Regions from separate parts of the Gossypium hirsutum genome. Here region 2 is linked to region 1. The links are chromatin contacts, called in public Hi-C maps. All regions are on one chromosome and are shown on one strand. The core of a region is the stretch at or near the end of the contact, and the rest is flanking DNA. Distances in the headings are between cores, read along the strand shown. Region 1 holds the start of LOC107916808. Region 2 has its middle 24 kb from the start of LOC121229639.

Evidence for each region. A called contact is a pair of places that touch in the nucleus more often than the background predicts.
Region 2: a Hi-C map of leaf shows a contact between it and region 1, with 2.3 times the contacts expected there. The contact joins the enhancer-like site here to the promoter of LOC107916808 in region 1. A contact is called at or near these places in 7 of 34 Hi-C or Micro-C datasets (fibers, leaf and seedling).

What each region holds. Positions count from the first base shown.
Region 1 is chrA01:18,849,310-18,854,981 of Gossypium_hirsutum_v2.1, forward strand. It overlaps LOC107916808, which reads right to left and starts at 2,228. Exons shown (of 1, transcript XM_016846182.2): 1 at 1,243-2,228. The coding sequence starts at 2,052. The coding sequence ends at 1,411.
Region 2 is chrA01:18,910,863-18,916,534 of Gossypium_hirsutum_v2.1, forward strand. No RefSeq gene overlaps it. Among protein-coding and RNA genes, the nearest start is that of LOC121229639, 24 kb to the right of the region's middle. Within about 2 kb of position 3,594, at least 1 of the 9 cell types and tissues checked has an H3K27ac peak or open chromatin away from gene starts, as enhancers often do. A contact at or near this core is called in leaf, where this site is marked.

The sequences.
Region 1 (5,672 bases), core at 978-3,477:
TTGTGGCATGAATTGGTATTTTGGTGAACTTTGCTTGATGAAATCTTGGCATTTGGAATGATGATCATGTGGTGGTAGTTAGGTATGAATCTTTGGTATATTTGACGATGAATGGTTTGCTTATGAATTGTTGAATTGAGATGCCAATTGTAACATATTAGTTAGGCACTTTAATTTTTTTTTTTGGGGCCAGTGCACTTAGGATTGTTTTATAAGTTGAATTTTGGGTTTATTTTGATGCATTATAAACAAGTCTAATGAATGGTAAAATGCTTGTTTATGGCACAAGTAAGAATTGATTATGTGGCTTAATTTAAAAGACATATTTTAGCTCACACAGGTAAGTGACCCAGCTGTGTGCTTTGTATGATATTGGTTATTTTGGTTAGACACAACCATATTATATCTATGGAAAAAAATATTTCTATTCTTTTATTTTTCTACTCTTTCAATTTTCTATCTTCTCAATTTTCTTTCCATTCTACTAATTAAATCCTTTAAGTTGGTTTTTTTTTTCAACTTCTTCCTGTACAAAAAGACTTGATGAATATAAGAAACGAAGCAGAGTAACAAGCTCATATTTGCTTACTTCACTAGCTAGATAGTTTAATTATACACACACAAAGAGTTCGGATAGATATTTGTCATCGTCCACCGATCAGTTAATATGATTTTGTAAATCAAAGGCTTGAAAGAGAAAACTATTATTAATCAATCCAATATTAATGGATGGAGTATCAATATTTTCATGTAAACACAAATGGATGAAGCAATGGACAAAAGAAAAAACCTCCATAACAAAACAGAAAAGTCCGTACTATCAATATTGAGAATGATGGGTGGGTAGATGAGTGGAATATGGGAACTGACTGGCCCAAATTAGCAGTGGGTTTATTTCAGCCGTTTCATGAAGCCTTTGGAGGGCCTCTGTATGACAAGCTAAGGTCAAATCCATTTACAAATAACCATTGGATTCGGGTAGAACCGGTAGGATATCCGCATTTAAACAAAAACATAATTATAATTTAAAGCAATTCCGTTTTGACTAGTTCAAAACAGATAAACAATTGAGAGCGCCCCTTGAGCCTTTGGATTGTAGACGTAATGTTCCATTTTCTTTTTGATGATTTTATACCTCCAAATATATGCTTCCGGCCTTCTCTCTCAATATTACATACCAGTTGAGAATAAATGAAATATAAAGATGAAAAAAACCCAAAAAAAATCATGTGAGAATGATGATTAATGGAATCTCCGGTTAACTCAATAAAAAAATGACACTCTCGATCTCAGTTTCTATACAGGACAGGGAAGTTTTGAATTTAATAGATATATGTATGTATGTATAATATGTTACATTGGGGGCTCATGGAAAATTAACAACTTGAAAGGTGGATCCGGGTAGGTAGATTACAGAACGGAGCCTTCGTAAATAGTGGACAGCCTTAGCTTAAAAGAACGAACGGCCAATTTGGCTCGTCTGGATGTGTATCGCTGCAATTTTCTAAAAGAAGCAGATCTTGACATCCCAGATGGCTGAGGTTGAGTCTGGGGCTTGGTAAAGGACTTGGTGCTGCTGGGGGTTGGGGCTGATGCGGTAGAAGCGCCAACAGGATCAACAACAGATTGAGCTACCACCATCACAGGGTTAATTCGGGCCTTCTTGCGCCGATTGGAATCGTTTCTAGAGTCATTCTGGATAGCAACGCTGGCTTTGACGGCCAAAGCGGCCATATCCTTGGAAGCCAATCGCTGCTGAAGCTTGGAAACGGGAAGCACGAAGTATATCTGATTGGGTTGCAGTTGATGGTCCGCATTCAAGGCCGGAACGTAATCGTCGTAAGATAAGCTATCCGAGTTGCAAAGGAAGATGGAGGAGGAAGAAGAAGAGGAGGAGGAGGAGGAGGAGGAGGCTTCGGCGTGAAGAACCTGAGAGACGCAGACCGGGGGATTATATTTATGAAGATCACCGTTGAGGGAAACAACATGAGCTGTTGGGCGAGACCCAGATTCTGAAAATTCAGGGTTTTCGTAAGAGAAACAGGCACCCATGGCATGGATGGAAGGACGGATTGTTAGAGAAGAATATATAGAAAAAGTAAAAAGGAATTGGGAGGTTTTGGAATTGCAGTTGTATTTGAGGAGAAATGGTTTGTAATTATTATGGTTAACTAACAAATAAATAAGAGGAGATGATTGAAGAATGTGGAAAGGAGGTTTTATAAAGAGTGACGCGAGCCACGGCGTCACGCGGGGAACATGAAATACCGTTGGCGTTGCAAGTCAAAGGGGGATGCTGTTGTTGTACTTTTCAAAGAGATAGCGATGGGGACAGCTGATTCATACCTACTTTTTCATCCAACTGTTTGATTTTGACGTTTGACTTTGCCAACCCTTAATAAAACCCCTCCCCTTTATAACTCAGCAGTGACGCGTTGCGTAGGAAGGAAGCTATTTACTTGAGCTACACTCTCACACCTCCGCCACTTACAAAGCGCAGCCGTTATTTGCTTCTAATTAAAAGTCAGGCCGAGTGACGCTTCTTTTTTAATTTCAATTTCCATTTTTGTTTAATTGATATATGTTCCACGTACCAGTTTATTTGTTGTAATGGGAGAGAAATGATCTTTTATGTTTTCACACTAATTTTAAATTATTTGTTTTATATTAAAAAAATCAATCATTAATATTTTATATTATATAATAAAGTTATCAGATCAATTAAAATATTTACATGCTTGACAAGTATAAATGTTGAATTATTCATATGAAAAGTTATAAAAAATGTAAAATTATTTTAGTTTTATATTAATGTAAGTGAATTACTCTCCCTTTATTTAATGTTATAACTTGTTATATGATTAATGTATGTATTTAAAGTTTTGTTTAAAGGTGTTTTAAACATGTGGTGTGGTGGTTGCCCATTTCGTCCGTTAATCATGTATTTAAGAGGTTTAATCTCTACTTATGAGAATAAAATATACTTCATGACCAGCCACTCGCTTTTCTAAAAAGTATCTATGACCAGTGGTGGAGCTAAAGGGGGCTGGTAGGGGCCCCGACCCCCTAAAGTGGAAAGTTTTTCATTTAAATTTTTTTTATAATTTATAAAATTTTAAATCAATAAAGGTAAAATTACACTTTGTCCCCCTAAATAATAAAAATTTGATTTAATCTTTTAAAAATTATAAAAATATAGACTATTAAAATGATAAAATTATATTTCTACTATCGTAAAAATATACAATTTAATTATGGCCTTCCAAAAATATTTTTCGACTCTACTACTATCTATGATGAAAGAGTTAATCATTACTATCGATTGTGGATATCCTAAAATCAACAAAAACAGAAAATCTATTATACATGATAGTAAAGCAATTTAAAAGAATTTGATGTTATTTTCAAAACTTGTTTTCTAAATTTGTTTTATTTGATTTTTTAATTATTTTATCTTTTATAAATTATTTGTCGGGGGTCCACTTTTTTATTTAATATGTTTGAATTTTTTTGTTTTATAAATATAGAACATGTCAAAGTTAAAATGTTTCTATATTTATATTAATAGCGGTGATAAAAGTCAAAGGTAATTAATATTTGTAGTGCTTAAAGTCGTAGATGGTTTGGAAAGTCTATTTTTTTCTGTAAATATGATAGAAGGGAGAAGGGATTATATAAAAAGGTTTGGAGTTGAACATGGCCCCGCTTAATGGGTACCTCATTGAATAAGAATAAGAATAGAGGAAGGTTCTTAAAAAAAATAATATTAGGTTTTCATTGATTAACTTCAATGATATTTAAAATAAAAATAATGGTACAATTAGTTAATAAGATTGAATATTGTAACAGTGAGATTAAAATCGACAATAATATATGTATTTAAATTCTAATGCAGTTGTAGTAATGAGGTGATAATAGAAAATAATTATTTAAAAACATTAATATGAAAATTTTATATAGTGATGAATTATTTTTATATATTTATATATATTTTAAAAATCATATTCTATCAAAATATGAATAGACATTGTTTTATATTAAAATAAGAATACAATTGTGTTAAAATAAATTAAAAACTTAATATTTTAATAATAAATATATATTTAAAATAACAATATAGATTGCCACACCTCAAAATTGGGGTTACAAGAACTAAGGTTTTGTTGGCTAGGTTAGTGGTTCAAATGGACCTTTAAGTTAGTTTTTGAGTTTTGACAGTATAATGAGTTTGTTAGTTCAGGGGTTAAGAGGTAGTTTACCTCAAGGTTTTGGGTTGAGTCTTTGTGTATGCTTAAGGGGAATTCTTTTTTATTCTAATTCTGGAAAATCTGATAGGATTTTGTTAAATATTATTTTGTCTACTTTATGTTTTTGAAAAATGAAAATTCCTAGAATTTCTCTCATGCTTCCACTTCTTTTCACGTTAGTTTTCTTTTTTTTCCCCAATTTTAGATTTTTACTCTTTTGGCTTTTAGATTTTCTCTCTGTTTTCAGCTTTCTTTTTCTTTCCCTTTGTTCTTCAAGTCGTCCTTTTGATTTCAACATCATTATCGTTAATTGTCGCTCCTCAAAGTTGCTTTTTGTTCAATCAAGTTGCGAATCGGGTAAGTGTAGTGTTGATTTCTTGAGATTTACTTTGGTTTCTTTGATTTTTGTATATGGTTCAGACCAATTTTCTTATAAGTTTAGTGTGTTTGTAAAATTGAGTTTTCAGATCAATTTAATTGAGGTGCAACAGTTGATCGTTAGTGCGTGAGAATTGTCTTTCAGGTGTGTTTCTTGAAGTAATTAGGGATGATGTTTGTGGTTAATTTTTGTGTTTTACAGTAAGGATTGTGGTGGTTTTTGAGGCACACGAGCGGTCCACACGGTCGTGTCTCGCCTAAGAAATTAGGTAAGTTTTCTAGTCACACGGCTTAGGGTGGGTTACATGGGTGATCACATGGCCGTCTGACCTCTGTTAAGAATTTTATAGATCGCACATGGCTTGGGGAGGTGTCATACGGCCTGAGACACGACCTTGCTTCGTACTTGTGAAATTGCCATACGGGACAAAGAGTTACATAGTCTGCCTACACAGCTATGTAACCTAGTCGCACGGGCGTGTCTCTCAGTCACTGGACTGTGAATCTCAGTCACATAAGTGTCTCCCTAAGTCTCATGGTCATGTATCTCTATCACATAGTTTGGACCCTTCCATAAAGCCTGGCCACAGGGCCGTGTGGTCATGTTTTTGTAGTTTTTCCACCATTTTTGCTAAGTGATTCATTTTAGTTCTTGAGTAGTCCTTTGTATGTTTAAGCCTTCAAAGAAGTATTTAGGACACTAATCTATTTGTGGAAGGTCTCTGAAGGACGTATTACTATTAGAATACTTTTTATATATACATTCATATGATTTAGTTTTGACGTCGCATAAATTGTTTTTATAATATGGTACATTAAACTCGGTATATAAAAATGGTTGGATGTGATAATTAGAAACTATGTACTTTTGTTTTTGCTATTTTGTAACTGAATATGAGTATGACTAATTTTGATTCTGTTGAACTGAACTAATTTGCAAACATGGTTACAAATGTGGAAGCTGAAAATGAGTGTATCTAACTTTGTATATCTGTTTGCATTCCATTTGTGGTGGGGATATTATTATGAAGGGAAAGAAGTTCGATT
Region 2 (5,672 bases), core at 2,344-4,843, 63 kb after region 1:
GGAAATTGTTAATTAACTTGATACTTTTTTAGGTACTTGGTTGTTGATTTTTGTACCGAAAACCAATAAAATAGTGTCACATGTCTTCAAAATTTTAAAAGAACACCTTTTGATATAATTTTTAAATTTTAAAAAAATTAGTTATAAAAAAACTTTTTTTTATTTCACGTGCATAATAAATTTCAATAATTAATCTCAACATTAACTTTCAATTAATTTTTATTCCGGATAGATTTTTTTAAATAATTTTATAATTAAAAAAAGAATAATATAAAAACATTAATTTTATTATTTCACCTGCATTATGAATCTAGAACAAGTGATAGTTATGCATTTTTTAAAATAAATTTATGAGTTATTAAAATTGATAATTTTAGAAAATAAATTTACCTTCAAGATACATTATTATAGGATAGATAAATGAATGGCAGCAAGTACGTGATTCCTACGACATCACAGTTTAATGTTTTAATTGAGAAAAAGTAATACAACCATAATTCCAAAGCTAATTAACTAAAAGGACGAAATGCGCCAATTATTTGGAGAAATCAAGTAAAGTCAAAGTGGAGTTTAGCACATGCCTAATCATCTTTGGAAACTTTGGGTGACACAATCTTTTATATTTTTACTCACTACCTAATCATTACACAGACAAAGCTATTTGTCTCTTCACAATATTATAGTGCACTTAATATAGTACCACCATTTATTTTAATATTATTATTATTTAAGATAATGATTAACGGAGCAATTTTTTCCTTTAATTATAATTTCAAAACATATTTTATAATTTTGATATGAATTTTAAGATTTTTAATAAATTTATGATATTTTTAATTATTTTTAACCATGGTTAATAATTTTTAAATGTTAAATGTTGATTTAAATAGTTTACTCTTGTATTTATATGATGGTAATGGTGTTATAATTAGATGTCTAAAAAAAGTTGTTACGATTAATATAAGTATTTGAAGTTTTGCTTTGACTAAGGCTTCTTTAGATTAGTAATCAATACTAATGGAATTTTGAGGAATAATATTTTCGAGTGTTTAGAACATCAATGATAAAACACGTTTAGAAAACTCACCTTATTACAACTCTAATAAAAAAAAAAAAAACCACCCCTGTCAAACTGTTTTTCTTTTTACAATTTCAACCTTTTATGTGATTAATGTTTGTGTTGCTGATTATTTTTTTTATATATATTGTATATAAAAGTAATATTAATTAAAAATAAACATTGTAAATACTTTTAATATTTTATTAAATGAAATTATAAATTTACATATTTTTAATAATTTCGTAAAAGTAAAATAATTTTAAAAAATTTCTATTATATATCATTTCTAATTTAATATCTTTAATAGTCATTTTTATTCTCACCCTATGCGTTTTAATCCAAACACAAACTCCACTACTGTTCTAACTTCACTACTACAGTATCTAATTTCATCACTATAGTAATTAATCTCACATTCACCACTATTTTTAACTTCACCAAAGGTAAAATATCACTCAGGTCTAAAGAGGATTAGAGTCAAACTGTAATATAAACAACACTTACAATTTAAAAAAAATGTGTTTTAAACATGTATTCAAAACGTTTTTTTTTTTAAATTTGACATTTTAAGTATAATTTAGTTTATGCTTTCGAAAAAATAATAAGAATTTAATTATTTATTGATGATTTTGAATTTAAGAATTATATTTTTTTTACACAGTGTATTCATCTATTGTGTCTTTCAATTGATGTACATATATGCATATGATAAATATTTTGCCCAGAAAGAGATACTCTTAATCAAAATTATAAAGTGCCAGAGAATATTTTCTTTTTCAGATTTAAGAAAAAAGAAACATAAAAACAAAAGCATTCCTTATGAACAAAATTAGGCTATTTTACCCATTTGACCCAAAAAAATTAATATTTATAAAAATATCCTGATTTAAAAACATTCACTCAAATAACTTAAAATGAACAGTAAATTTGAGTTATGAGAACTAGATGCCTGGCACCACTATTTTTTCTATTAAAAAAATAATTTTTGAGGTTTTAAAAATAGTCAGCATCTATGATTTTTTTTCAAAATTTTTATTTTTATTTTTATTAGGGTGTATGGTGCCAGCCAACAAATGGTAAAAGTCACTTAACAAAATAGATTAGAAATATTGCAATATAACCCCTCCTTGTTTTCCCATCTTTTTTATTTCCCAAGTCTAGTTACATATTTTATATTTTTAAATAATATTGAACTACTTATCATGTTTTTAATTATTATTCAATCACTCACATTATTATTAAATTTTAAAATTATTTTAAAATATATTGAACTACATATTTTATAAATATATTACTCGTTATTTTTTAAAATAAAAGAAACAATAATTTAGAAATATTTATTTAAATTATTATAAAAGATGAAAATCATTAAAAAAATATTCTAATTTTATCCAAAAAAATCTAATCTAATTGTGCTTATTAAATTTAAATTAATTTTAAATTAACTACTTTTGATTTAAAAATTAACTAGTTTAGTATCAAATACTATCATTTTGGTTACTGTATTTAGCATTTTAATATATTTTCACAATTATAAAATTCAATATTAAAATTAATAAATATTTTTAAAATACTTTCATTTGAAGTTCTTAAATAATATATTAAAATAAGATAACTTTAACAACTTTTTATCAAAACCACCTCTAAAAAATTATCATTAAATTTAAAAAATATATAATTTTTAGGCCTAATTTATTATTTATACTTGAGGTCAATGTAATACTTAGTAAAAATTATACATTTTAACGTTTGAAGGTAAATTGTTGAATTTTTAGTGTTTAAATTAAGATTTAGAATTCTCATAAAAAAAAAATTAAGATTTAGAATTATTTTAATGAAAAATTATAACTAAATAATCATATTAAGAATTAAATTTGATCAATTCTAATCCAAAACTTGAAGTAATCGCAACAATTAAGCTACATTTAACGAAATAAAAATAAAATTTTTTTAAAAAATTATGAAAATTCAAATATGATAATATTAACATGTTATTTTAAATTAATTTTTAAATTTAATAATAATGTGAGTGATGCAATAATAATTAAAAAACATGATAAGTAGTTCAATATTATTTTAAAATATAAAATATGTAATTAGACTTGAGAAATAAAAAAGATGGGAAAATAAGGACGGGTTATGTTGCAATATTCTTAATCTCTTTTGTTGGGTGACTTTTTCCATTTGTTGGCCAGCACCACACACCCCAAAAAATTAATTTTTTTTAATTAGGTAAAGGGGTGCCGAATGTGCCACCACCCAAAAAAAATTTTGAAAAAAAAAATATAAGTGTCGACCATCTAGTGTCTAAAATCTCAAAAATTATTTTCCATAATCCAAATTTATTGTTCATTTCAAGTCATTTGAGTGAATATTTTTGAATCAATATCATTTTTATAAAAAAAATTAGTTAAATGGATAAAATAGCCACAAAATTAAATATTTAAAAAAAATTGTGTATTGCTAGAGAGGGAAGATTGTTGGTAGTCATTACATCATGTGCGATATCATATAGCTGCCTATAAAACCCTATTTTAAGCATCATGTCTCAAGTATGCATGATGTAGACCAAACATTTCGTCGTCATCTAACCTGTAGAAACAACAAACCGACAACCCATTTTATAACAATCAATGAGGTCTATAAAACATTCAACATAACCATTCTATTTACTGCATAAATTCGTCAAACAAAATAGAAAAAGAAAAGTTGACCTCTAAAATATTCATCTATTTTCATAATTTAGTTAAACCGAAATAATATATATTTAACAAGGGAGCAAAAAATATATATTTAATTTTTCTTTATTTTATGGTTAAAATATGCTTTTAGTCAAGATAAAGTTCGAGATTTTAAGTCCTTGTACTTAAAAAGTTCAAGAAAATTAAACCCTCTTTTTTAAATTTAAAATATCAAATCAATCATTAACATTGTTAGTATTTTAAGTCAAATTTTATCGACTTAGCACATTGGTTAAGTTATCTTCATATGATTGATAAAAAATAAGCATGCCAAGTTGATAAATTTTGACGAAAACTACTAATGATAATGATTGTTGGGCTAAGATTTTTAATTTGAAAAAGTAGAATGATTAAATTTTTTACTTTTATAGAAGTACAAAAATTAATTACATATGTTAACCTTATTTTTACTATACGTTGCAATTACATGTCATCCTCTTAATTTTTTTTGGTAACAATCATCCTCTTAATCTTGCTCATATCTCTACTAGTATTAAATCATTTATTCTACTACTACTAAATATTTAAGTGTGTGCTTGGTTAGGTGGAAAAGTGGAAGGATGGGAGGAGGGAAAGGAAAAGTGAAAAGAAAATAAAGTGTGCTTGGCTAGAAAGAATACAAGAAGGATAATCATTTTCCATCCTAATGCATAAAAATCAATCCATCCAAATTAGAATGATGAGAGGAGAGATGTATGATAGTGCAATATTATGCATTTTTTAATTATTTTATTTTCTTCTATTTCATTTATCAACTTTATCAAGCAATAGATGGAAAGAAATTGCCTTTTTTTTTCCACCTTTCCTACTAAACACACCTATGAAAAGAAAAATTATGCTTTTCATCCTCTTAGTTTTCTACTCCTTCAATTTTGTATCATTTCAATTTTCTTTCCATTCTACTAAGTAGAGTCTTATTGAGCTTGATGTCATCGGCCAACTAAACACCAACTTAATCAGGTAGTGGTGAAAATACCCTTATTTTACAAGACAAATTGCATTATTTGGAGGGTATTTTGTTATAATTTTATATCTTTTATATAATAAGTATGGAACTCAAACCTCTATAATTTTTAACATTTCATTTGATATTTATATCAATTTTTAATAAATATATTTATTATATAAATATTTTTCATTCCATAATGTAATAGCATTTAAAACCCGTTGATAATGAAGGAAATAATTACCCTAGAAAATATATATACATCCATCTATCTAGATAGTCATGTTTAGACAAATAGCTTGGAATCTTTATTTGTTAGAGTCAACAATGGACAACCTAAAATTATATCCAATTTAAAATTATTAAATAGTATTGTGAACGAGATTTAACTTGGAACCTTTGATCAAATTCTTCTACTTGCGTACAATACCTAATATTATAAAATTATAAAATTCTATGAACAGAATTCCAATCATGAGCCAACATACTCTAAAGAAAAAAGGAAAACAAAATGAAGATGGAAGAATCAAACATGCAAGTATTCAGCAGCTGGTCCCATCTGTTTTGCTTCTCTTTCCCTCTTCAATTCTGCACCACGTTCCCTTTCTTTTATTTGATCAGTCAACGATTTGAGAAGCTTCTCAATAATAAAAAGTTGATGGGTCTTTTTCCCCATTTTGCCTGATCAATCAAAGTTTATAATATTCTTCTCTTTTTGTTTCATCATAGAAGAAACGGTTGATCAATCCTATAATCTATTTTTGATTCGGATCAGGAGTGGAGAGTGGAAACATGTATTTATGTAAATGGATGGGAACCATGAAAACAGTATTGGACATTACCTGTCTCTAATGATCAGAAGAGAGTGTTAATGGCAAATAATGTACCCAACTCCTTCCTAGTGATTAGGAAGAGACAAGCACGT